Linked DNA regions of Mus musculus: regions 1, 2, 3, 5, 6 and 7 are each linked to region 4. Evidence: chromatin contacts called from public Hi-C and promoter capture Hi-C data. All regions are on one chromosome and are shown on one strand. The core of a region is the stretch at or near the end of the contact, and the rest is flanking DNA. Distances in the headings are between cores, read along the strand shown. Region 1 holds the start of Pkn2 (protein kinase N2). Region 2 holds the start of Gbp5 (guanylate binding protein 5). Region 3 holds the start of Cenpe (centromere protein E). Region 4 holds the start of Adh5 (alcohol dehydrogenase 5 (class III), chi polypeptide). Region 5 holds the start of Bdh2 (3-hydroxybutyrate dehydrogenase, type 2). Region 6 holds the start of Pdlim5 (PDZ and LIM domain 5). Region 7 holds the start of Kyat3 (kynurenine aminotransferase 3).

Region 1 (3,513 bases), core at 179-2,678, 4.4 Mb before region 4:
TCCAGCTCTAGCAAAGTATTTCACACTCTGCAGTATGATGAAACTGGATGCGTGTTTACAAATATTTCACTTAAGCTATAAGCAGTTTCTAGAGTGAAACAGTATTCCTAAGACGACACTTGGCGAAGTAACAGTGTTCATCCATTAAACGCATTCTAAAGTTGATTATGTAACTTAATAATTAAGGCACTTGTTGCTTTTATCATTTTCAGCCCAGGCAATTCATTAAACATATAAATAGTAAAACTTTTGAAGTACAGAACGGAAAAGTTTTGCCAGTATATTGTGAGCCGGAGTCACAGAACTCTAGATTTTCAATGATTTCTGACTTCAATGATTTCTGAGACTCTTGGAGAAAAATCTGCAGGAGCCTGCATCAATGTCCCATGAAAGGTAAAGTGCTTCTCAGACTTGTAGCTACCCACCTGAAACCTGCCATACTCACCTAAATAGCCATCACCACTTTGTCCACATTGCTTTGAACCAGCTATATTAGATGCACTTAATCTTCAGAACCCCAAGGGAAGCGTTTACCGAGAGTGTCCACTCATTGATTAGACAAAAAAAGTATCTGTTGATACTTGTGATACATAAGTGTTACTTGTAGAAGTCCATTTTCCCACAAGTTACACTATGTTACTAAGTAGACTGTGCTACTAAGTAGCTAATTCCGATAGGCTGCTAAGTAGCTAGTTAAGGCTCACTACTAAGTAGACTCTGCAACTAAGTAGTTAGTTCTCATTTATACCTCCCCAAGTAAAGTCGGCTTTGGCTCCTTCCCGACGCTGATTCTGCCTCATCTCTTTCCATTAAACTTACGTTGAAAAAAAAAAAATCAACAAATGAGCTAAGTCAGCTTTGAGCTCAGTAGTTTTCTAGTCCCAACCACAGAGTTCAGGGTAGCGCTCGAGGAAAAGGCAGCCCGTGGGGACTGCTCGGAGCAGAGGCTGGCGCCCTGACCACGCCCACTTCTCCCAAGGGCCTCTTCCGCCCGGGTTTGGCTCGCGGTGCACCTTACTGGTGGCGACGTCGCGCGAGCCAAAGGCGAGAGGTGGACACGCTTCGGCAGGTGGGGGAGGGAGGAAGCGACAGCTCGGGGTGGGCGGGCGGGAGGGCGCGGCTCCCCAGCAGGGAGGGCCGAAGCGAGGCTCAATCTGCGGCCGGCCGGAGGCCAGACCTAGCGTTCGCGCAGAGCCGTTAAGCGCAGCCGCGGTGGGTGTGGTCTGCTCGCTCGACTTCCCGCCTCCCGGCGACGCGAGCCCGGGGCCTTTCGCCTCCCTGTCATCCGGGCCCGCCCAGAGTCCGCCCCGCCCCGCGCGCCTGGCCCTGGGGTCCCCGCCAACCCTCCTTGGCTTCCCAGAGCCCGCCCAGCAGGGGGCGGGGCCCCGCGGCAGTCACGTGCGCCGGCAGCCGCCAAGCGCGGCCGCTTTTGCGACGCGGTGACAGCCAAATGGTGCGACAGGAGGAGCTGCCGCCGCGGCCGCTGCGCCCCGCACCGAGAGCTCCGAGTCGGCTCCCGGCGTCGCCCTGAGGGAGCGGCTGAGGGAACAGAGTCCGGCGGGCGGCGGCGGGCGGCGAGGGGAGCCGCGCCGCGAGGGCCCTCGCTCCCCGCCGCTCTCCATGAGCCGCGCCTGCAAGCCGGGCCGCGCCTCCATGACTCCCTAGCTGCCGCTTTCTCTCCGGTCCTCGCCCCCCGCCCGGCTCTCCCGTCCCGCCTTCTCCCTCGGCCGCGCCGCTGGGCGCCTTCAGGTGCGGAGGCCCGAGCGGAGCGCCATGGCGTCCAACCCCGACCGGGGGGAGATCCTCCTCACCGAGCTGCAGGTAAGGGCCGCGGCCCTGCGGGAGCGCCGCCCGGGGAACCCGGGAGGGGAAGGCGGCCGCGGGGTCGGGGTCGGGGACGCTGCGCGGCGCGGCGCGCCCCTGGCCCGCTAGGTGTGGAAACTCGCGGGGTGTCAGGCCGGAGCCGCCTCTCCGCCCCGGGACCCGGTCTCCCGCGCGCGCTCTCGGAGGCCACCGGGCGGCGGGACCCCGTCCCCGCGGGCGGGGCCGCTTACTCGCTCGGGTCCCCTCCGGGTGTCACCGCCCCGCCCTCCCCCCAGCCCCGCTCCCTAACTCCTTTGAATGACTCCCAGGCTGTGGGCGGTTCCCTCCCTTTCCCCTCCGACCGCACAAAGAGCGCCCCCCGAACTTGAGCCCCCGAGGGCTCGCTCCGAAGTGATGGCCTTGCGCTGCCAGCCGCCTTCAGGTGACCGCGAGCCCGTAGCGTGATCTGCGGGCCGCGTCTCTCTCCCAACTTTTCCTTTTGAACTCCGTGAGAGAGAGAGAGGTGGTCCCTCGGATGGCTCTCCCTGCTCACATCCGGAAGTTCAAATATTGATGCTTCCCCCCCCCCCCCACCGCCCCAGACTTTCATTTTCCCTCCGGTTTGGACACAAGAGAGAGAGAGAGAGAGAGAGAGAGAGAGAGAGAGCGCTACAGAAGTTGTTTACAAACCAGAGAACTGTTCATTAAGTGAAAACGTTAGGCAGCACATGTCCGCAGAAGATAACAAAATAGATGGCGTAATTAGTGTAGTCGGTGTCGAAGCAATATTATTCTTTCCTATTCCCAGCTAAATAAAGTAAGCCACGATTTTTGTTTTGAGATCTCTATGGAGTAGGAGACTTTAAGTTTATCCTGTTGGTTACTTTTTCATTACTTTGGAGTATTCAAGAGATGTTTACATCTGGATTAAAATTTTGTCTCTAAACTGGGTTTGTTTTGTTTTAATGTATTGATATTTTGGCTACTCAAAGATTAGAGGTGAGAACGGAGACACTTGCATTTCTTTTGAATGCATTAGAGGGTTGATTTTTTTTTTTTAATTACTAGTTGCTTCAATGTTTAAATTTCTTTTTGAAATGCATTTCTTTCTAAAGCTCATTATAAGCCTGGTATATTCAGGCAATCAGATGTAAGTTTAAACACATTGCTATGATATTTGCAATATCTTAAAAATTACAGACTTCAGCAGGGTACACTAGTGCACTACTGCACTTGTGGAATCCTTTGGAAAAGTAAAGTTGAATTTCCTGTCACTTGAAAATGCCACTATATAACCTTTTAACTACAGTTAGCTTTTAGTGAGCAGCTCTTCACAACACTCATTTGCTAACTGAATAGATCCTTTTTAAAAAATGTACATGCTTCTAAAAGTAAGCATGTACTTTTGGTCTTAAATTTTTTTTGAAATAGCATATAATGCCTTATTTTGAAATATGAAAAGCACACGTTGATTTTGATGAGAAAATGCCATTAAAATGGCAGCATTTTTTCCTTTTTTTTTTTTTTTTTAATCAATGGTGTTAGAATTATAAAGTGTATGGCATCCTTATATTTTCTGGGGGTTGGCATAAATGGCACTTATTTTGGCATTGTAACGGAAAGCATTTTATTGTTATATTTAGGACCTTTTTATTAGTAAGGTCAATTTTAGCAGTAATGAGCAGTTAAAGAATGATAAAAGCCTTTAAA
Region 2 (3,319 bases), core at 599-3,098, 4.1 Mb before region 4:
ACCTCTGATGTCATCACATAGTGAATGTTCTCCAGCCATGTTTTTAAATTCATTATTCTGTCTTGTGTAGCTTGGCCTGTGATTCAGGAATACATTCTCTCTGTCAAAGTCTCACAACTTTCAGGGGGCTGGAGTGATGACTCAGCTGTTAAGAGCACCCACCACTCTCCCAGAGGACCCAGATATGATTCCAAAAACCTACATGTTAGATCACAATTATCTGTAACTCCATTGCCAAGGGATCCAATGCCCTCATGGACCTCTGTGGGCTCCAGACACACATATGTTACATAGACATACAAACAGGCAAACACCCATACATACACACACACACACACACACACACACACATATGCATATATATGTATATATACATATATACATAAATATACATATATATACATAAAACTAGATAAAATCGGGTTTTTATTTGTAAGTTCCACTTAATATTGATTTCCAGTCTCATCCTTGCAACTGAGTAGCATTATGATGTCATTCAAGTCTTCCCTACAATTCTGCTTCCTACAAGCCAGACGTAACCAAATCAATATGCATTTATATCAGTAGAGGGTTGGGCTAGAGATATTGGCTCAGTGACTAAGAGCACTTGAGGCTCTTGTAGACCTGGATTTTGTTCCCTTAACCCATACCAGGTGGCTCACAACTACCTATAACACCAGTCCTGGGGGACTAAAATACACTCAGGCACACACATAAATAAAATAATTATAAAAAAAAAGAAGAGAAGAGAAGAGAAGAGAAGAGAAGAGAAGAGAAGAGAAGAGAAGAGAAGAGAAGAGAAGAGAAGAGAAGAAGAGAAATGTTCACACAAGGGGAGGACTGTAGGGAAGAAGGTCACCAAGAAATCTGAAAGTACTGAAAGGTGCTGGAGATGAACTTCTGGTGTTTGCTCAGTTTTTGCGTTTATATTCTTATCTGTTCTTTAAGTATGATATGCATGAGGCACGGGACACAGCAAGAAGTCAAAAGAGTTCCCAGGAGCGATCCGCATAGCCAGACCATACCGGCCAAATAGGTCATTTTTTGATTCGTCAACATATAAAGGTAGAGACAATATTGTAGCAGAGACAGAATCCAACACAAATGGGGTTTAAAAGTGAGTGACTGCCCAGGAAAAGCAAACACGGAACCTTTAAGAGATGGCAGTGCAGCGAAAATGCTCACTGCTGTCAGCAAACCTCTTCCTGTGTGCCTTGGAGTTCTCTCTCTCTCTCTCTCTCTCTCTCTCTCTCTCTCTCTCTCTCTCTCTCTCTCTCTCTCTCGCAGCTCTGGCTGTGAATTTGTCCCAAGCTCCAATGAGGACAAGCATCGGCCCACATATAGAGCCTTGCTGTCTGGGAATTCACTTCCCGACAATGGGAGCGCTGGTTAGAGCCCCAGTCTCAGACCTTTTACTGCGCAGCTCATGCTCTGCTATATTGTTCATGCAAACAGTATGGTTGCCTGCTATTCTGGAGGTGATTCTGTTCTAAACAGCAACTAGGGATGCCAAGAAGTTAGAACAAGCGGAGATAAACAGTTGGAAGTCATTTCTACCTTTCAGTTTAATCTCTTCACACTCTGCCCTCTCATTAACAGGAAACAATAACGGCACTGAATAAACACTCGGACTGCTGGACAAGGAATTCTGCTTCTCTGAGAACACTGCTGTTTAATCTCTAATGGGGCTGAGCCAGCATCCAGGCTAGGATGCATCCCATCCTGGATAAAGTAGTCTAAAAAATAATTCCTAACAGTCTCTTCCCACCCCTGCTCCAGGTCTTACCTTAAGAAAAACTGAAGAGCGGGAGCAGGGGCCAGTAAGAACACTGCTTCAAACGGGACTCTGCAAGAGGACAAACTCGTTGCACCCTTATTTATCTGTGCTTGGTTCTGAGAAATAACGGCCAGCCCTGGGAATTTCCTTTCCTCTCCCAGAGAGCTGGGAGAGAACTTGATTATGAAACGCAAGAACAGGAATCTGCAAAAGGGTTCTCTAAACTGAAATTGAAACTACACAAGTTCAGACTGTATAGTTGAAGGGGATTTTCAAAAGCAGAAGGCTTGAATGTCACTGAACTAATTTCCCAGAAGTTGCCCACAATCTGAAAGAGAACGTTGACATCGTTTGTCATTGTTTCAAGCGCTGTTTATTTTATTCCTTTGAACGAGGGTGATAATTTTTATGGTTTTGAATCACAATTGTTTTGAAGGGAAACCTCACGTACTATTTGAAGACTCATTTCTTACAATTGTCTCTGCATCCACTTAGGATAAAAGTTGTTTTCATTGGTAGTAGGTTAAACAAGGAACTCAGGGTGTCATGTTGTGGACTCTTGAATCCCATATATAAAAGAAATAAAGAACAGAATTAGGAAAACTGAGGATAACTTTTTTGGAGTTGGAGAGAGGAAAAAATTAGCAGAGCAGACAAACCGTACAGGAAACCAGAAAGGAGAGATTGCAAAGGAAAAGAAAGCTAATCACGCTTGCTGGGTTAGAGACTGCACCAGCAAGCTGACTCAGTCACAGAAAGGCTGTAAGCAGCTGCTTTAATCTTATACTGTTTGGTGCCGTTTGGAACATCTGCTGATGATGTGACCCAAGTCCGATTCTTCTGAGCAAAACTCAAGCCACTGAGTGGGTTAAACTAATTTTTTAAAATAGGTCAATAAAATAGCTATGCTTTACCAAGAAGAAATAGCCTTCCCTTAACGGAGCTTCAAGAAAGATCTTCTATCTCACTTGTCTAGAATTCAAGCCAAAATAATATGTTAACAAGTCCTGGAGATGACGCTGTCACTACTGGGACAAGGAAACTCAGGAAATGTCTGGTCATATGTAGCCAATAAAGATCAGTTATATAGAAGCTGAATGTTGTACATGGATATTTGCGGACTTTGTTCTGACGCTCTCTGGAGTCTAACTCTCCTAAAAGGAAGCATACTCGCTTTAGACTGCACTTGCCTGTAAGCTTGACAGAAATAGCATTTGACTTTATGGTGGGTACCGCCTATACTGGTGACTTTGGGTAAAATAACCTAACCGTTATCACAATAACAACTGTATTGATCCATGCGCATTGGATGGCCTTCCACTCCAGTGTCTTCTTTGGTTCGTTGGTTGGTTGGTTGGTTGGTTTTGTTTTTATTATATCAGTTTTTCAAAAAATATTGTTTTTTCTGTGGGATTCCTTTACCAGACTTCCTTTCCATGGACTCGATCACTTCTCCAGACAGGCTAATCTCTGACTGACTTGAGCATGCAGCCTCGGAGTACCTGGCCTCAGAAGGAAAGGCACGTGGATGACTGGTCTCAT
Region 3 (3,501 bases), core at 256-2,755, 3.2 Mb after region 4:
ATGAAGATTTAAGTAATATAATTTTATGTTTAACTATATTCATAACTATCTTTGTCTGCATAGGCTCTACTTCCTCTCTGAAATCTTTAAAAAAAACAAAAAAACTTCTGGAATCTTCCGGAATACTTGACATGCCCTAAATCCCCTGAACTATGTCACTAATCTCTTTCTGTTCTTTACTTTGAGACATTGTCTCACCTTGTTGGCCTGGAACTCACTAGGTAGCCCAGGCTGGTCTACAACTAAGATACACCTCCCTCTGTCTTCTGAGTGCTGGGGTTAAAGGCCTGTGCCACCATGACAGACACCACTAATCTCTTCAGTGCCACCTTCCTCTAAATTCCTATTCGTACCAAACACCACATCAGTCAAGCAATCTGGAAGTTGAATCTCTGTGATCTATCCATCAATGAACCACCTATTCTGTAGTGTTAGCGTTTTCCTGACACCAGGTACCCCATGTCTCTGAAGGCCCAGTGGCTCTTTCAACATTCTGCACAGTTTTGTTTTGTTTTTCTTTTTTTTTTCTGTGTATCGTTAACGGCTTATGTCTATAGATATACTGTTTTAGTTTGCTTTGTGCTGCTGTGATAAAATATCATGACCAAAAGCAACTTGGAGTGGAAAAGGTTTATATCAAAAGCAACTTGGAACGGAGAAGGTTTATATCAGCCTACACTTCCAGCCCCAGGGAAAGTCAGGGCAGGGTCGCAAGCAGGAGTGGAGGCAGAATTCATGAAGCACATTGTTTATTGTCTTGCTCTCTCTGGGTTTTGCCTACGTAGCTGTCTTACACAGCCTTGAGTTCCATGAGTAAGAATGGAACCACCCAGACTGGCCTAAGCACTGCCCATATCAACCAGGAACTAAGATTCCACCACAAGGACATGCCCACTGGCCAACTTCATCCAGGTAGTCCTCCAATGGAGACTCCCTTAGATATAGCTGGCTGTCAAGTCAACAGCTAATGCTAACTAGGAGCCAGCTTTTTCCCAAATTAGGGAAGGAACTTAAATGCAAGAAATAATCAATTTTGAGAATCTCGCCTATCGACCACCCGTTTAATACCAATTTCTCAAGCTTTAGCATCTCTAGCTGAAGGCCAGAAGCCAGCAAACCCAGTAGACTTCATCAACCCCCTCTTGTCTTTTCTTTCTGGCATTCCCGACCTTTTCCCACTACTGAACATTCACTGTCTCCGTCCATCAGGCGAGGACGGCAGTGTCCCCTGAGCAGAACTACGCGCAGTCGGACCGTGTTTTCGGGGAAACGGAGTCCTGCACCCGGGTGTCGGTGTGACTCGGGGCAGCGCGGGCTGGGACGCAGGTCCCCACGCCGCCCCAGGCCGCCTACCTGCTGTTGAGGGGTCGCACACGAACACAGACAGCCACTGAAGCCTCCTCGGCCATCCTGTCCGCTGCAGACTAAGGGAAACGAAGGAGAGCAACGGCGCCGACCGAGCTCCCGGGCCGCCCCGCCTTTAAGTTTAAAATGTCCTCAAGGTTGCAGCGGATTGGGTGGCGCAGCGTCATGACGTCACGGGACAGTCCAAGTGCTGCGGCGAGTGGGGGTTGCGGGGGGAAAGGCGGGGCGAGTCCATGGATGGGGAAGGCGGGGGAGACTCAGAGATCCCGGAACTGAGAGCCTCAGAACTCAGCTGGAGAGAAGTTTTGTGTTAGAGTCACGCCTGCAGAACAAAAGAATTATAATCTTAAAAAACAAACAAACAAGAACTCCAGACTAGACCAAACCAAAAAAAGCTTTCGTTTTGTTTTAAAGCCTCCAATGGGAACTCACTGCCCAGCCAGGAAAGGAAGATTTTCTTTTCTTTTGGAACTGCTTTGAGGCGTTGTTGTTTCTTTTCTTTAACTTTCATTTCTCTGGACGGTGAGTGTAAGAGCCTCATGTAAGGGAGAGAATCATTGACACCTGGGAAAATGTTGTGGGGACATGACAGTGCTGCACACTAGAGCATGGATTACCCGAGAAATCCCCAGTACTAGGCATGGAACACTTCTTTTCATGTTGGTTAGAGTAATCCAAGAGGCTCCCAAAATAATAAAGCTACGCCTTAGGGACGAGGCTTCTAGCTCAGAAACAGCTGGAATTTTCTAATTCCCGACAAGTCTGAAGTATGTGGTGTCTCCAGGCAACAATGACTTAACCTTCAGCCTCAGGGAGGCAACCAAGGACAATTTGGGGATGTCAGTTCTCTCCTACCACTAGGTTCTAGGGATTCAACTTTAGCTTGGCAGCCAGTGACTTTACTCACTGAGCTATCTTCCCTGCCCTGTTTTAACTTTTTTTTTTTTTTTTAAAGTGGGCAAATATATATTTAGCTGTAGGGAACAAACTTATGAAGGGGAAGAAATGTTATGTCATTAAAGGCTCAGAGGCAAGGAAGGGATTTTTTAGAGCAAGAGTATTATTTTCACAGCTGTGATTTTGTCACACTGTCTTTGCTAACATTATATAGCAGGCAGTATTTATTAAAGATTGACTGTATTCCACTATATGATCTATGCTGTTCATCAAGAGATAATTATTAGAAGGAAAAAGAGAGGGACTGAGAGGGTAGCAGAAGAGGTGAATTTGACAAAAGGACGTAATATTCAGGTATGAAAATGTCATAACAAAATGAAACGTCTTGTACAATTAATATACACTAATGAGAAAGAGATGGTGCTTGATGGTTCAAGGCCAATGGGGGCAGTTTAATCAGTCTCACAATAACTGAAAAGGGGGCCGGAGCTGGGGAATCCTGCATCATTCTGTTCAATTCCTAACAGTACAGAAAAAGAGATATTCATTGTGAAACTGTTTTATGTTGTGCTTTTTTTTTTCAAACCCAGATACCAATTGTTTGATTTTACCAAAGAAGCCTAGGGAGCCAGATGCTGGGTATAAAAGCCTGCTAGCTCAGAGAGTCAGAGGAAGCACCCCGCTGACCCTCCTCCTCAGCTGATGTTCCAAAAGGAAGCTCTCCTTCTCAAAAACCCCTCAATTTCCCTTCTATTTCCTGTGCGTCTCTCTATCCGTCCTCCTGACTTCCTCTTATTTTCCATTAATAGTCCTGTTCTAAGTAAATCCAAATGGCTGTGATCAAAGGTGTGTGCTAGGGCTGACCCACACCACAACTACAAACAGATGTTTTCCAGTAAATAACCCAATCTTGGGGTTCTCAGTGTGATCAAATGTCCTGCAACAATGTTGAATATTTTTCCAGGCTTAGAAAACAACAAGCATGACTACAGCAGAGTATATGTGGCTTCTTATTCTTTTAGAAGCGGTAGTAATACGCACAAGTATCTCTGTCTCTCCCAGGGTAGAGAGAACAAAAGACATTAGTGAGCATGAGAGCTTCTCATGAAAGGCACTCTTGTGGAAGAAGCAGGCAGTGCATAATAAATAGCAACATAACGATTGCATTCTTTAGAAATCATCTTTATTGATACGAAAGCGGAGGGAAAGTTCTCTGTTATAACTAAGGAACTGAAAGCT
Region 4 (3,229 bases), core at 428-2,927:
CAGTGAGGCAAACCTTTAGTCCCAGCGCTCAGAGGCAGAGGCAAGTGGCTCTCAGTGAGCTCGAGGCCAGCTAGATCTACACTTCAAGTTCCAGGACCGACAGGGCTACATGGAGAGATTCCATCTCAAACCTTCCACCCTAAACCACCATCAACCAGGACAACAAATATGTGCATATATATTATTTATATTTAAATTGTGTATACATATATATAAAATCAAAGGGCTGAAGAGATGGCTCAGTGGTTAAGAGCACCCACCTACTGCTCTTGCAGAAAACTCCAGGTTCAGTCCTATGCATCTACACTCTCACAGCTACCTGTAATTCTAGTTCCAGAGGATCTGTGCCACCCCCTGGCTTCCACAGGCTCCTGCATGCATATACACACACACAGGCACACACACACACATCTTAAAGGAGGGTGGGAGGTGGGGAAGAGATGGAGGAGGAGGAGGAAAAGGAAGAAGAAGAGGAGGAAAGAAAGAAAAGGAAAGAAGACTATGGAATACATGTCCCAAGCTGGGGTGTAGCTCAATGGTAGAGCATGTGCCTTGAATGCACAAGGCCTTGGATTTGAGTCCTAGCACAACAATGGACAAGCCAAGCAAAATCCCACCCAGAGTCTTTCACTAGGTTTGGCAAGTAATTCAAGGTTAGTATTCAAGCTTAGTATTATGCGACCTAATTATCTTTTCCTTGGGATGGCTTATATAGCATCACTTTAGTGCAATACTTCCCAGTGGAAAGGATCCTAAGAAATATCCAAATGGGGGTAAAAATACTATAACCATCTCTTATAACTGTGCTAACTAATGCATTAGCCATTTGCCACAGGTGGCTATTGAACACTATAGATAAAGGACAAGTGTGAACTGAAATCAGGTATGATGTAAAAATTTGAAAGCTTAGAAGAGTGAAGAATATCTCAATTTAAAAATACTTATAACGTGGAAATAATATTGCGAGTATCAGGTTGGGTAAACATACCATTAGAATTAATTTTATGTGGCTCTGTAAAGTTTACAATTCCATATGAAATTTATATCGCGCATCTAAAGCAATGAGCTACTAGAGCGATTACACTCAGTACAGACCTTCTTAACCACGGAACCAAACCTAGTGAGAAATGCTGGGTTTTGATCAGTTCACTTGACGCTTATGAAATGTGTTGACAGAATAAAGGTTGCAAGCCACTCACTGGGTTTACTGGAGATGGACTTGAAAGTCAAATAACGTGATTTGAAAAAAACAGGTACACCGTGCTGCACGTAGAAAGCCAAGGTCGAAGGAAGGGCCTAACTTTGCTTGGGAGTTTTGAGCACGGCCCGCGCTCCAAATCTGATCCTGCAACCCGGGCGCGACCCGGGCAAGTTCTTCCGTCCCGCGTGACGGGCGCGGGCCTCAGCCCACCGGGCTCCGGCGGAGCAGAGCAGAAAGCAGAGCTGCTCTCCAAGCGCGGCGCCGAAACAAAGCCTCCATGCCCTCGCTGCGGCTGCGCTCGCCTTCCCCGGCGGGCGGCAGCGGGCCACCCGGGCGTTCCCCTCCTCTGCTCCGGCCCACCGCGCGCCTCCATACCTGGTTCGCCATGGCCGCTAGTTCGGGATCGAGCGCTAAGGTTCACGAGTGTAGCGGAACCCGGGTGAGGGCTGGACCGTGCGTGAGGGGAGGGGCTGTGCGCGGGAGGCGGGCCTTCGATGTAGGCGGGGCGTACGTGAGGGCGGGAGGAGGTGGCTGTGCGTAGGGCGGGACTCGGCTGGGAGGCGGGCCTAATACCGGAAGGGCGGGGCCCGCGTTTCGGAGCCTGAGTTTCGGCTACTGCGCTCCGTTGCTGGGGAGGCAGTAGTTTTGGGGCCGTGAAGCGCTTTATTCCAGGCTGGCTCAACTGAGCCCCTGCAAAGCATCTCTGTGGTATTTCCTTGTCTAATTTTCGTGCAGTCTTTGTACGTTAGACGTGAGAGAAATATAGCGTGTGGTAACACGTGTGGGAAAGCACGTGTAGAACAAGCCACGCCTTCCGTGTGTCCCTGTCCGCGGTCCCCCCGCCCCCCTCTTCCCGGGCTTGCACGCGCTAGCTAGCGAGCTACTGATTTGCGGGTTGCATGCGCTAGCGAGCTAATGCAGCCCCTTGTTTTGCGGGTCTGGGTCCAGGACGAGTCAACACTGCGGCCCTCAAGGGCTTTGAAGGAACACTAGAGGGAGAGGTGCCCATCCTAGCAACAGCCCGACCTCGGATTTCAGCAGGTTACGACCAGGTCCTGGGATTTCAGGGACCATCGGACACGGAGAGAAGTTTTCAGGAAGGGAACCGAGGGAGCAGAGTGGGCCCCTTTTAAGAGTGGACCAACTATGTGGAGACAGAGGCTGCTGTATTTGCTGATGTAATCCCAAATGCTGCTTGTGTTGAAATGTACCCACTAAAACACCGCATTTTGTCTTTTTCATGGCTCATTTCCTGATTACACACTTTAAGGGTTGACATTCTCCACGGTACTGTTCAAAGCCCTTCTCTCACTTCACACTAACTCACACCCTGGCTTTTAACGTATATAATTAATAGGATGATCACCATAGTCTGTCTCCAGTCAGGGTAGTGTTCCTAAACTCCAGGCTTGAAGTACCAAGCCAGTGTGTATTAGGGTATCTCAGTGCTTAAAACCCAACTTACTTAAAACTAATCTTGTATTCGTGCCTCCTAATCCTTTTAAATGATTCCAGTGTCTGGTGATTAAAATATTCAAATATACAAGCCATTTCCAGTCAAACCACCACATGTGGATATTATAAGTTATACTCCTGTAAGAAGTTGAACAAGTTGAGGAATTCATAATTCTTACAGAAGTGAAGTCACGCAGGGAGAGCTGCTGCCCCCCGAAACAGAAACAGGAATACAGAGAATCACAATCCATCAGACTAGAAATTCATCATTGCAAGAAGCAGTACTAGGGCCAGAAACTGAAGAGTGATTGACCTATTGCTGTAGGCACTTTGTAGTTTAGTCTGACTTTTGTAAACGACGGAGGATGCAGTCATGTGGAGTGGAGTATTCTCATACTTTGAGAAGTTTATTTTCACGATTTTTCAGGGAAGGAGGGAGAAAAATTTTCCTACTGTTTCCTTTAGAGCAGTGTTTGTCACGTGTGGGTCATGACCCTTCTGGGGGTCGAATGATCCTTTCATAGGGATCACGTATCAGGTATCCTGAACATGAGATATTTTCATTACGATTCA
Region 5 (3,309 bases), core at 643-3,142, 3.2 Mb after region 4:
CCCCGCATCCCCACTGTACCCTTTCGACTTTCCAGTCCTCCATACTTGGTCCTAACTCCAGGGGTTGTAGTGCTAGGTCTTCATGTCCGCAGCTGGCACTGAAAGAGTTGGGGAAAGCATGGGAGATTTTCAGATTTGCCAGAACGGAGCTGGCAGTGGCCATTAGGGATTGGGATCAGGAAATGGGTGCAGTTGTCTAGAAGTAGCTGGCAAGGAAGCAGGGATGGGGAGGGGGTGGGGGTGGGCAGTGCTTCACAGATGACAGACAGAGCCTGGTCTCCTGTGAGGGTGAGGCTAAGTCAGCTATCATCATATCAATACAATGCCTTCCAATCACAGGTTCAAGAGAATGCTGCAGTCTCCCACCTCCAGCAGGACTGAGGTTCCATTGACCCGGAGGACACCTTTGTTCTTTGTTCCCACCCTGGAGCAGACCGTGATGGATGACGTACAGAACTCTTTCTCCCTAGCCTCCTTAGGGTCCCCAGCCCCACCCTACTGAAGGAAGCATTCAGGGTGCCCCCACCCCCAAATCCACTTCTGCCTTCTCCCTGCCTCGATCCATCTGAAGTCTCTCCCATCGTCACCTGGTTCCTTGTCATTTTCTCCCACAACAGTATCTCCCCTAATAAAAGCCATCCTGTTAGGTTCCTATTAGAGCCTTCCTCTGAGATCCAGCCCGACACAGTCACACGGTAAGAGGGGCTTCTGAAGCCAACTGATGACCCCCACTCTGTGATCCAATCATGCGCACATGCTGGGTAACAGGATCTGGCTTCATGGCGTCTCCCCAATTCTGATGCAGTACGCTTTGCTTTGCTTTTTACCAGTAGCACGCAGAGAGAAATTTCACTTAGAGTGTGGTAGGAGTTGAGAGAAAGCTAACTTGTGCTTTTAGGAAGGGATGAGCCGTCCCTGCCTCCCCCGACCCTGAGTACAGCATAAGAAACTCACAGTCCAGGGCCTTCACTAAGGGACCCTGGGTATTCGCCCACCAAAGCCCTGGTTCTCAACCGTCCTAATGCAGCGACACTTTAACGCAGTTCTTCATGTTGTGGTGACCCATATTTTTGTTGCTACTTCACAACTGTAATTTTGGTGCTGTTATGAACCATAATGTAAACACCTGACATTCAGAATATCTAATTAGATAGAACCTAGGCGTGGGGGTCGCGACCCACAGGTTGAGAATCAGTGAAGGCACCTGCTCAGTGCTCTCTTAAGCACCTCCATGACCCCCGAGACCACCCAGAAGCAACCAGGCACAAAATTTAGTTTCTGTTTACTTCTAAACCTTTCTCCAGCTGACCTCCAAGCAGTCTCAAGGCAACATGGGTTTTTTTGTTTTTTTGTTTTTGTTTTTTTTTTGGGGAGGGGGGGTAACAGGGTGGGGTTTAGAGTGGGAATACGTCCAGAAATTGTAAACTTAACCCACTCTTAACATAATGACTTTCCTACTTCTAAAGATTGTACTAAAACCCTAAATTTCTTTTTACTAGAAAAAGGCTCAGAGTATTTTCTGGAATTCCAAATATTTTCACGAGCCAGTTTACTTAGGACAGATACTGGAACAGTTGTCTTTCTTTGGCTATTTTCAAACTCTAATAAATACAAGAGGATTCCCAACTCCCACACTAACTGAAGATGCATCTTCAACTCGGCGATATGGAGAAGATGGCAACACAAGCTACAACTCTCAGTCCCCAAAAGTTTTGTCGAAAGTGATTAGAAAAAAATATCTTACTTTAGAAGAGTGAGTCCACACAGTCCTCCAGATTCCTTCAGGAGACAAACTTCAGATCTCTGCGCAGGAGAAGTCACATGCTGATTAATGCACGCTGGGAGGTGGAGTTCAGGTCCCCTCCGAGTCCTTTTGCTAATGCCTGTTAAGTAAGCTTTTAAGAAGTGTTTGCCACAGCCGTGCACTTTAGATGTGTCCATGCTGCCATCTAGTGATCAGAACGTGGAACTGTGAACGCCAAACAAAGGCCTGTCTTTTGTTTGTGCAAGTTACTTAGCAGGCCAGATCCAATGGCCAGGAAGGTGGAAGGCTGCTGGAAAACACACAAGGGACCCGAGGCACTAAATACTCTGGTCTTCCTAGCTCTTAACCCAGATTGCTTTGAGCGGGGAAAAGAAAACTTCCTTGGGGCTAAAGTCTTGTTTCTGACGTTAATCCCTCAGCTGCAGAATGCTGGCATCCTGAGTGCACTGGGCCTGAGCCGAGGAGCACACCCAGCTAGGATGGGAATCTTGAAATGAACAGAGCAAAATATCATGCAATCAAGTTGGTTGAAGACTACAGGAGCCACGAGGAAAGGGCTAGGTCTTGGCTGGGTCGGAGACTTGTGAGTTAACCTGGCTAGTGTCACAGTGATCATGGAGGTCATGTGTGAATGTCCTGCATAAATCCAGGGGCTCGACACATTTGGCACACTTTGCCATGGGCTCTGGCACTGCAAAGGCTACAAAACAAAGCTATCAGATTGCGAGCCTCCTTTGTCACCTGGGCTGGCCAGCCATGCAGGTCTGCTGGGGACGCAGGCTGTACTTTCTGAGGGCTTCCTTCTTGAAGAGAAAAGTGATGCCTCCCAGAAGGTTCTGGGTTCTGCTCCTCTTTCTGAGTGGCTCCTAAAGTGTGGGTTTCACAGTCAGTCAGTTGGATGCACGTGGGTTGGACGGAGCAGAGCAAGACAGAGAGCTGGTCCTTTAAGGCAGGCACAGGGTGGCTTCCTGTGCTGCTCAGTGTGTGGGTGCTTTCTGTTCCTCCCTCAAGCTCCTGCCTCAGGCCCTGGCTTCAGTCTCTAGCACGGTATAAAGCCCAGAGTGCTAGCACCGAGCACAAATAGATGTAAGAGCATCACAAAGTTTGCTTAGAACTTCACAGCCAGCCTGGACTACAGAAGACCCTTATTCAGAACAGCTGACCCCCTCAAAGGGGAAAAAAGAGCCCAGTTTAAAAATAAAAAGACATAAATCCTATGTCTCCCTGAAATAGCTGAGTAAGCAGGACCTGTAAACTGGCCAACCTACAGCGTTCTTATATGGAGGAGAAGGAAACAGCGGCTCTGCGTTCTTATATGGAGGAGAAGGAAACAGCGGCTCTGCCAGGGTGGTGAGGAGGGGACATGGTGTGCAGGTGAAGCCCAGCGTCTGCCACACACCTGCAGGATAAACGGCAGCTTATTACAGCAGACACTTCTGTGTGTGCTCCTTGCTCTAATAGACTTGTCTTTCCCTCAACTTGCCAGGGCTTTGAAAGGCGTTTGCTTTTAATGACTATGAGAGTGCTCCAGGATTAACTTCTGT
Region 6 (3,460 bases), core at 443-2,942, 4.0 Mb before region 4:
CAAGAATTAAGCAGTTACTTAACCTGCTGATAGTTCCCAGGCTTTGGACTGGAGTGGGAAGGGAGAAGGTTGAAGGCCTGGTTTGCAATTAGGACTAAAACTTAAGGTACATTTGGGCCACCCTATCTACTCTCAGCTCTTTCCTCATCATCTCAGGATGCTGATTCTCTGATGCTATGGTTCAAACCTTGGTAATGAAATAGCATTGATCTAGTTTGATTTTTACTGTATCAGCACCAAGCAGATGAGGGGGTGAAGAGAAGAACGTTATAAGGTAACACAGGCAAGTGACTTGTCACAAGTGGAACTGTCTATCATGTGTTATAGAATCTGTTGCAACTTTCATTTGTAAACATTGTGACTAAGGCTGGTATTCATCCTATGAAGGCAACTGTAAGGCTGACTCTTTGCTTTGCAGGGGATATCTGTTTACATGTAACCATTCTTAACCATTTACTTTGGAATGATCTATGAAACAGAACCCTAAAACACACTAGACAAATCCCACATTAGAAAAATTCTTCCCTGCAAACTAGTTTTCCTTTTAGAATGTAATACAATCAACAACTGGCCAACAAAATATGCAAGTCACATCCATGTTAAACTTTCTAGTATATACATTAAAAAATGAAAATAAGTTGTAATAATGTTTTAAATAGGCAGATAATATCAACATATAATCAACATACCTATTTTTTAAATTTATAACATTTTAAAAACCTGGTCCATATATGTCAACTTGGCCACTAAACATCCAACTGTACAGTGAAATGTAGTCCTACTGAAGCTTCTATTTAATGGAAATCCTATCCTACTCATGTATAAATTTAGATTCATAACAATGATATAAAACATTTTTACAATGAGTTAAATAGACATATGTGGCCAGTGGCTACTATTTGAACAACTTTGAACCTACTTTAGGAGTTTGCTTGTACCTCTAGAGCAGACTCCAGACTCAGGGACTTCGGTTGAGGTTTATTTTTGTTTGATACACCACTTGGTTAACACTTGTGCTTTTAATATTTTAAAAGTTTCTTTTCGAGTATTCGTTAAACATTACTAACGTTTGCTTGTGAATAAATTCTCTGGGCAAAACCAAACAACTTTACAGAAGTAGGTAAATGTGCTGTTAATTTGGAATTAGAAAAATAAGCTGAGGATACAGTGGCTGAATCACTTTTGGCCACTGCTTTGTATGGCTGTCCTTTAGCTTGACGACAGATTTAACTTCTGCATATTAGGGTTAGCGATTTTCACCTTCCTGACAAGCAAACTTCAGAGTTTGCACTTCTCGAGAGTATACAGAGGTCTTTCACAAAAGCAGGCGGTAGTCGCTGAACTTGCACCGGCAGAGATTTAGCTAAAGCCCTTTTCTATTTTCAGCCAGACCAACTGCGGGTCAATTCAAGTTTCTGCAGAGTGAAAAACGCCGAAATACAAAACAGAGAAGCGGAAGGCTAGATCTTTGCCAGGTACCAGTCCAAGACTACACCCCGGAGACTACGCCCACCGAAACTCCACAGGGGCAATTGTTTTTTGTGGCGGCGGCAGCCGGTCCCAGCAAGTCACAGAGCACAACAGGGAGACTCCACTGCCTTCTAAGCCCTGAGCGACGTGGCCCCGCCCAGCCCGGACCATGGGGGCGTGACCATTAGGGGAGGGGCGTGGCCAGCCTTGGGGCGAGGCGGGGCGAGCGCGGAGGCGGAAGTTCCCCACCGGCTTGAGAGGGACGGCGCAGGCACCGCGAGCCACTTGTCAGCGCTGGTCTGAGGCGGAGGGTGCGCCGCGCCGGTCAGGAGGTGAGTGGCCGCGGGAGGCGGAGGAGCACGTCCTGGTCCGCGAGGGAACAGGAGGAGAAGCGGGTGACGGGGTGCGGCGCGTGGAGGGGCGCGGGACGAGAGGAGGACGGGGCGAGCGTGTCCCCGGGAGCCGCTGCTCCTCAGGTGCTCCCGGTGCGCGCCGAGGTGTGAGAAGCGCCCGGGGCAGGGCGGCGCGCGGCGGGACTGAGCGCCCGGAGCCGGGGCTCTCGGGGACCGGCGCTCCGGAGAGCCGGGCGCACCAGGGGGCGCCCGCCGAGCCGGAGGGCAGGCGGCGAAGGGCAGCACCTCGGCCTGGGGCGCGCCAGCCCCCAGGGAAGCTCCGGCGAGCCGAGAGTGTGCGCCTGCACGGGAAAGCGGCGCAGTTTTGTTTGCTGGCTCCCAGGCTACGGAGAAGCGTGTATTTCCCCCTCCCTGAAATATGTGCAGTTGTGTAACCTGTGAGGGTTACACGTCGGTGCGTCCAGAAGGAAAGCCCACTTAGATCAGTCGCGGTCGCCAGTTTTTATGAAACTGGTGTATACTTGGGGCTTGGGTCAGACTGAGCTTCAGCCCCGTTTGACAATGAGTGGAAAGAGGAAGGGCGTATGGACTGGGCAGAACTTGGAAAGAAAATTCGTGACTGGGCTGGGCAGGTCTAGGGTGTGATCGCCAGATCCTATCCCAGGTCCGCCTTCTTGACCCGAGGACGTCTGAACCCGCCTGCTACGGAAACTGCTAGCTGGGGAACCTTATTTGGCCAACAGGGCTAGGCGTGAACCCAAGCTGGGAAACGTCTCATCCCTCAGCCTTAGTGCTTTAGTCCTCCCACCATTCTATCTCAGGAAGGGGAGAAAGAATCTCTAGGTTGTCTTAATTGAAGGGCTCCTCACTTGTAGGTCTCTCCCGGTTACGCACACCAAGGAAACTCGCACACAAGTGTGGGAAACCACTTTTAGCCTCCCTCACTAGCAGTAGATGGAAGGTATTATTTATGCTGTCCCTAAAAGAAAATCCAAAGCTCTACAGAAATTCCAACGTTTTTACATGTTTGAAAGCAGAATAAGCTGTTATTTCCTGCCTGCTTGGTTGGTATTTTAGCATTTGGGCACTAATAACCACATGGGGGAGACTTGGAAAAAGCCAATAAAAATATTGCCGTTGCTTAAGGATCAGAATATTTTCAGACAAATGAATTCCAAGCGAAGCTAGCAGAAAGGGAATTTAGAGAAGAGACCGGTGTTGTGGTTTGGCTGACTTGGCTAGTGCTAGAAATGTTAATAACAAATCGGAGAAATCAGGAAGGGAGTCCCTAAGAAAAGGGAAGTGACATGGATGTGGGATGACACACAAGTACAATACATTCTCTCCTAGGGAAAAATGGAGCCAGAGTACCGTTAGCGTAACTTTCACATTCTTCCCTTGGCACAGTTAAAGATTAAAAAAGGAGAGTGGCCTGTGGACTGTCAGTGGGTTTACTGATTTCTTTGTCCCGTGTGGCACTATCAAGACTGCCTCTACTGGCCTTCAGGAGATCCTCTAGCGCCACGGCAGTGGTGTGTGGCTTGTTATTAGCTCGCTACCATTTGGTTCTCACCTGCCATTTGGCTTCCTCTGGGTCTTTTTGTATAGCCACTGCTTACTACTGCGGTACCAAAGAT
Region 7 (3,469 bases), core at 407-2,906, 4.3 Mb before region 4:
TAGAAGAAAAAAAAAAGTTGTTGGCTTTTGGTTTCTCCTTAAGCTCAAGGGTCTGTGAAGAAAACCAGAGATATGTGAGTCAGGGTGACCCAGGCAATCTAATCATGGCATAGGGTATATCAAATATGAAACCCATGTTAGATACACACGGATCAACAGAAAACTAAAACTACCATTTTATCATCTCTAGGGTGGACTGATTCAGAACTGGAAGACCGTGGGCAACCTAGAGGTTAAAAGTTGAAGGAAAAACGCAAATCTCAAAGGTAGGCAAAGCATTCACAACTCAGTTTAAACATGGTTAAAGTTTAGTGCTCTGAATTTACCACTCAAACTACCAAGTTACAAATCTGACCCATAGGAGGTATACAGACATAAAGAATAGTTGTGTTAGCAATCTGAAAACGTCAGGAACCTTCAGGTTACCTAAAAGCTCAAGAAAGATTTATCAGAGACAGCCTCTTGATAAATAACACTGCTCCCTTTATTTTCACCACATGCCATACCTGTTAGCCGGGTTCTAGAGTGTTTATAAAGTTCGCTAATTGCAACAGAGCGAGGTGAACAGGGTTCTAGCTTTCAAAGTACAGAGGCATTCAAGGCCATATGAAGAGGTGAAGCATGAATAAAAAACACAGTCAAGTTTATCAGCATAAGTGTTAAGAGGCATTATCAGCATAAGAGTTAAGAGGCACCATTCAAAACGGGCTTTAAGGCCGCGTGAAAGTGAGATTCTCTCACAAGGGAAGCGGTATGGTCACCTGATGCCGAAATTAGGGTACCGCACACAGGCAAAAGTTGAACAGATTTACAGGCTGGCTGGCTGCAGCCCTGAGCAAGCTTCCCGTGTGCCACCTACCTACCCAGCAGCCCATAGGTGGAACACTGAATGGAGGTGCTTAGGGGCGAGCGGCTCAGATCTACAAGAATGCTTGACCTTCAGACACCACCAATTAAGACTGCTTTTGTCTTTTGCAAAGCTCCGAAAAGATAATCTCAAGCTTCTGGTTTAACTGCTTTTCCAACCCTGAACTTTCGCCTTATCTGGGCTAGGGAGGTAGCTCAGTTAGTAGGGATGAAGCTCTGGGTTCCAACCTAGGCACCGAATAAAACCAGCAGCGGTGGCGCACACCTCTAATCTTAGCACTGGGTGTGTGGGTCGGGTGTGTGGGAGTGGAGATAGGAGGATTAAAAAGTTCCTTTGCCACAAAACTACTTCCAGAAGAAGAGACTGTCTCAAGAAACAAACACAAACATCTTTCACGGATGAACTGAAGTCAGTATTGCCCTTGCAAAGGTGCGTTCTAAACACCCAGACTACACAATCAAGAGTAAAAGGGACAAGGGTGGACTTTTCTCCAAAGAAAAGCCTGTCAACCCCAAGATAAATCCCACAGTCTCCGCTGTGGTCCGACCATGTGCCTAGTACGGGCGCTTCTCCTGCCCGCCGACCTCCCTTTGGCTCCCGGCTCCGCAAACTCTGTATGCCCCGGGCCGAGTCACCGCTCACTACGTCCCGCCCGCTTACATCGTTCTCCTGGTTCCAATGCGTCCCTGGCCTTAGTCCGGAGGTCGCTAGGTGTCGCCGGGGTTCCTGGCGGAATGCACTCGGGGATCCAGAAGCAGAGTGCAGCAGGAACCCTCCTGATTGTAGAGGAGGCGGGGTGGAGGCGGTTCGTGGCTCTGACCAGGGATTGGCTCCGGTATCAGGGCTAAGGCTACAGATTGGTTACGGATTTCTCCAATCGTGGCGCGCCCTGTGAGAGTGCACAAGAAGCTCCCAGGCTAGGGGACAGGGCGTGGCCTTGGCTGAGTATCCAGGAAAAAGTGGAAGTGTGCGACTGTTTGGAGCAGAACTGTTTTTAAATCTCCGCTGCGTGGATTCGAAGCAGGTTCTAGGAGAAAGACTTGAAAATGCTTGAGAGGCCGGCCTGTGTAGTTGTCTATGTGTTCCCTCTGATGGGGAGAGAGGAGGGAGAGGGAATCTTTCCTTCGGAACTGTAAAGTGATGCAGGACCTAAAAGGCGGAGGAAGTGACACTGAAGCGGGAGGACAAGCTGTTAAGAGCACAGCTTGGGGGTTAGATTTTCTTCCTCTTGCGTTTAAAGGAGTCGAGGTGTTGTAGTTCACGAGAGCGGCTGAACGCTGTACTCACGCCTGTAGGAAGGAACAAAAGCGGATTTGGTTGGATGCACTGACCTTGCCACAGTGAGCCAAGCGCTTCTGTATTTTGTTACGAACATTAAAGGTGCTCATTGTAAGCAAGGGCACAGGCAGGCTGCTGAACTGACCGACCCATGGTGGGAAGAAGATGTTTACCTAAGATATAGGAGAGAGAGAATAACTAGAGGATTTGGGGAAAGTCCAAAGCAGTTATGGGAAGAGAGCAGAGAGGCAGACTGGCAAGGGCTGTCTCTCCAGAGCAGAGGGAATAGCAGGAAAAACCTTGCGAGTTATAAAGAAAAACCGGTGGCTGCAGCTTCAGGTGTGTGTGTGTGTGTGTGTGTGTGTGTGTGTGTGTGTGTGTGTGTTTGTCCTGTGAATTGGAACAGCCTGGAAGTTTAGAATAGAAGGGGAGGAGGGCTTGAGAGCTCTGTGGCTTTGGTAGGCACTTTGTATCTTAATAGGCAAGTGGATTTTCCTGGCAGACAGAAGGTTTCAGAGGTCCTTAAGGATGAGGGTGAACTTTTGTCTCTCCCTGAAATTCTACAGTGGAGCTTGAGGTGAGGCAAGCCTTCATTTTGAACCCAGTCAGCGGGTCTGTCCATATTCGGGATTCTTGGAGTTTTCCCCTTTGGACCTAAAACTCATGACGATCTGGAATGGCTTTATCTGCAGTCGGTGTTCTGTTGATATTGCTGAGGTTGAATTGGGGAACATCGCAGTTCGTTCTCAAGGTTTTTGAGGCTAAGTGGCTGCTCGGTGTCCCTTTCCTTTCTCTCTCTTCTCCTTTTCACATACAACCATTACAGTAAGCTGCTAGTTTCTTATTTCAAAACACAGGGTATGTTTCATGACCACTGTGTTCCTAGTTTCTGATATAATTACACTGCCCACATGGTGGACTGCTGCCTTTACCGTTTCTTTGACTTGTGGTTTCCTTGCTCATTAGAATGTCAATTTGCTGGCTGCAGCCATCTTGGAGCAAAACATGGAATCTACAAGTTGAGTTTACTGTTCTTTGTTTGTCCTTTTGTTTTCAAGATAGGATCTCACTGTGCACCCTTGACTGTTTTAGCTACTTAGCCCATTGTCCCCCAAATTCAGACACCCTTCTGCTTCAGCCTCTAGAATGCCAAGAGATACAGACATGCAGATGCTTGCTCAGCTTGTGAGTTGTAAATTAGTGCTTCCCAGCTAGGCAATAATAGTGATGTTGGCATTAATTTAAATGTTTCAGAAGCCTTAGCAGAAAGTGTGCATTTACCCTCAAAAAGATTGCAAAGGTTTCTCTGTCTCTTTCTGTCTC

Evidence for each region. Promoter capture Hi-C pulls out the DNA fragments that hold promoters and counts their contacts. Hi-C and Micro-C count contacts between places; a contact is called where the count stands out from the background.
Region 1: a promoter capture Hi-C map of cranial neural crest shows a contact between it and region 4. The contact joins the promoter of Pkn2 here to the promoter of Adh5 in region 4. A contact is called at or near these places in 2 of 39 promoter capture datasets (cranial neural crest and pre-B cells) and 1 of 484 Hi-C or Micro-C datasets (CD4 T cells).
Region 2: a Hi-C map of B cells shows a contact between it and region 4, with 6 read pairs. The contact joins the promoter of Gbp5 here to the promoter of Adh5 in region 4. A contact is called at or near these places in 1 of 39 promoter capture datasets (pre-B cells) and 1 of 484 Hi-C or Micro-C datasets (B cells).
Region 3: a promoter capture Hi-C map of pre-B cells shows a contact between it and region 4, with 2.5 times the contacts expected there. The contact joins the promoter of Cenpe here to the promoter of Adh5 in region 4. A contact is called at or near these places in 2 of 39 promoter capture datasets (cranial neural crest and pre-B cells) and 1 of 484 Hi-C or Micro-C datasets (CD4 T cells).
Region 5: a promoter capture Hi-C map of cranial neural crest shows a contact between it and region 4. The contact joins the promoter of Bdh2 here to the promoter of Adh5 in region 4. A contact is called at or near these places in 3 of 39 promoter capture datasets (cranial neural crest, hippocampal neurons and liver).
Region 6: a contact with region 4 is called in a promoter capture Hi-C map of pre-B cells. The contact joins the promoter of Pdlim5 here to the promoter of Adh5 in region 4. A contact is called at or near these places in 1 of 39 promoter capture datasets (pre-B cells) and 1 of 484 Hi-C or Micro-C datasets (B cells).
Region 7: a promoter capture Hi-C map of pre-B cells shows a contact between it and region 4, with 4 times the contacts expected there. The contact joins the promoter of Kyat3 here to the promoter of Adh5 in region 4. A contact is called at or near these places in 2 of 39 promoter capture datasets (cranial neural crest and pre-B cells).

What each region holds. Positions count from the first base shown.
Region 1 is chr3:142,879,919-142,883,431 of GRCm38.p6, reverse strand. It overlaps Pkn2 (protein kinase N2), which reads left to right and starts at 1,428. Exons shown (of 22, transcript NM_178654.4): 1 at 1,428-1,821. The coding sequence starts at 1,774. It overlaps 9530052C20Rik (RIKEN cDNA 9530052C20 gene), which reads right to left and starts at 937. Exons shown (of 2, transcript NR_152127.1): 1 at 446-937.
Region 2 is chr3:142,495,463-142,498,781 of GRCm38.p6, reverse strand. It overlaps Gbp5 (guanylate binding protein 5), which reads right to left and starts at 1,848. Exons shown (of 11, transcript NM_153564.2): 1 at 1,787-1,848.
Region 3 is chr3:135,210,567-135,214,067 of GRCm38.p6, reverse strand. It overlaps Cenpe (centromere protein E), which reads right to left and starts at 1,505. Exons shown (of 46, transcript NM_173762.4): 1 at 1,354-1,505. The coding sequence starts at 1,409.
Region 4 is chr3:138,441,541-138,444,769 of GRCm38.p6, reverse strand. Adh5 (alcohol dehydrogenase 5 (class III), chi polypeptide) reads right to left here and starts at 1,677. Exons shown (of 9, transcript NM_007410.3): 1 at 1,577-1,677. The coding sequence starts at 1,588.
Region 5 is chr3:135,279,804-135,283,112 of GRCm38.p6, reverse strand. Bdh2 (3-hydroxybutyrate dehydrogenase, type 2) reads right to left here and starts at 1,892. Exons shown (of 10, transcript NM_001172055.1): 1 at 1,745-1,892. Gm46826 (a long non-coding RNA gene) reads left to right here. Exons shown (of 3, transcript XR_001783991.2): 3 at 340-681.
Region 6 is chr3:142,393,928-142,397,387 of GRCm38.p6, reverse strand. Pdlim5 (PDZ and LIM domain 5) reads left to right here and starts at 1,692. Exons shown (of 13, transcript NM_019808.3): 1 at 1,692-1,802.
Region 7 is chr3:142,699,235-142,702,703 of GRCm38.p6, reverse strand. It overlaps Kyat3 (kynurenine aminotransferase 3), which reads right to left and starts at 1,656. Exons shown (of 14, transcript NM_001293560.1): 1 at 1,529-1,656.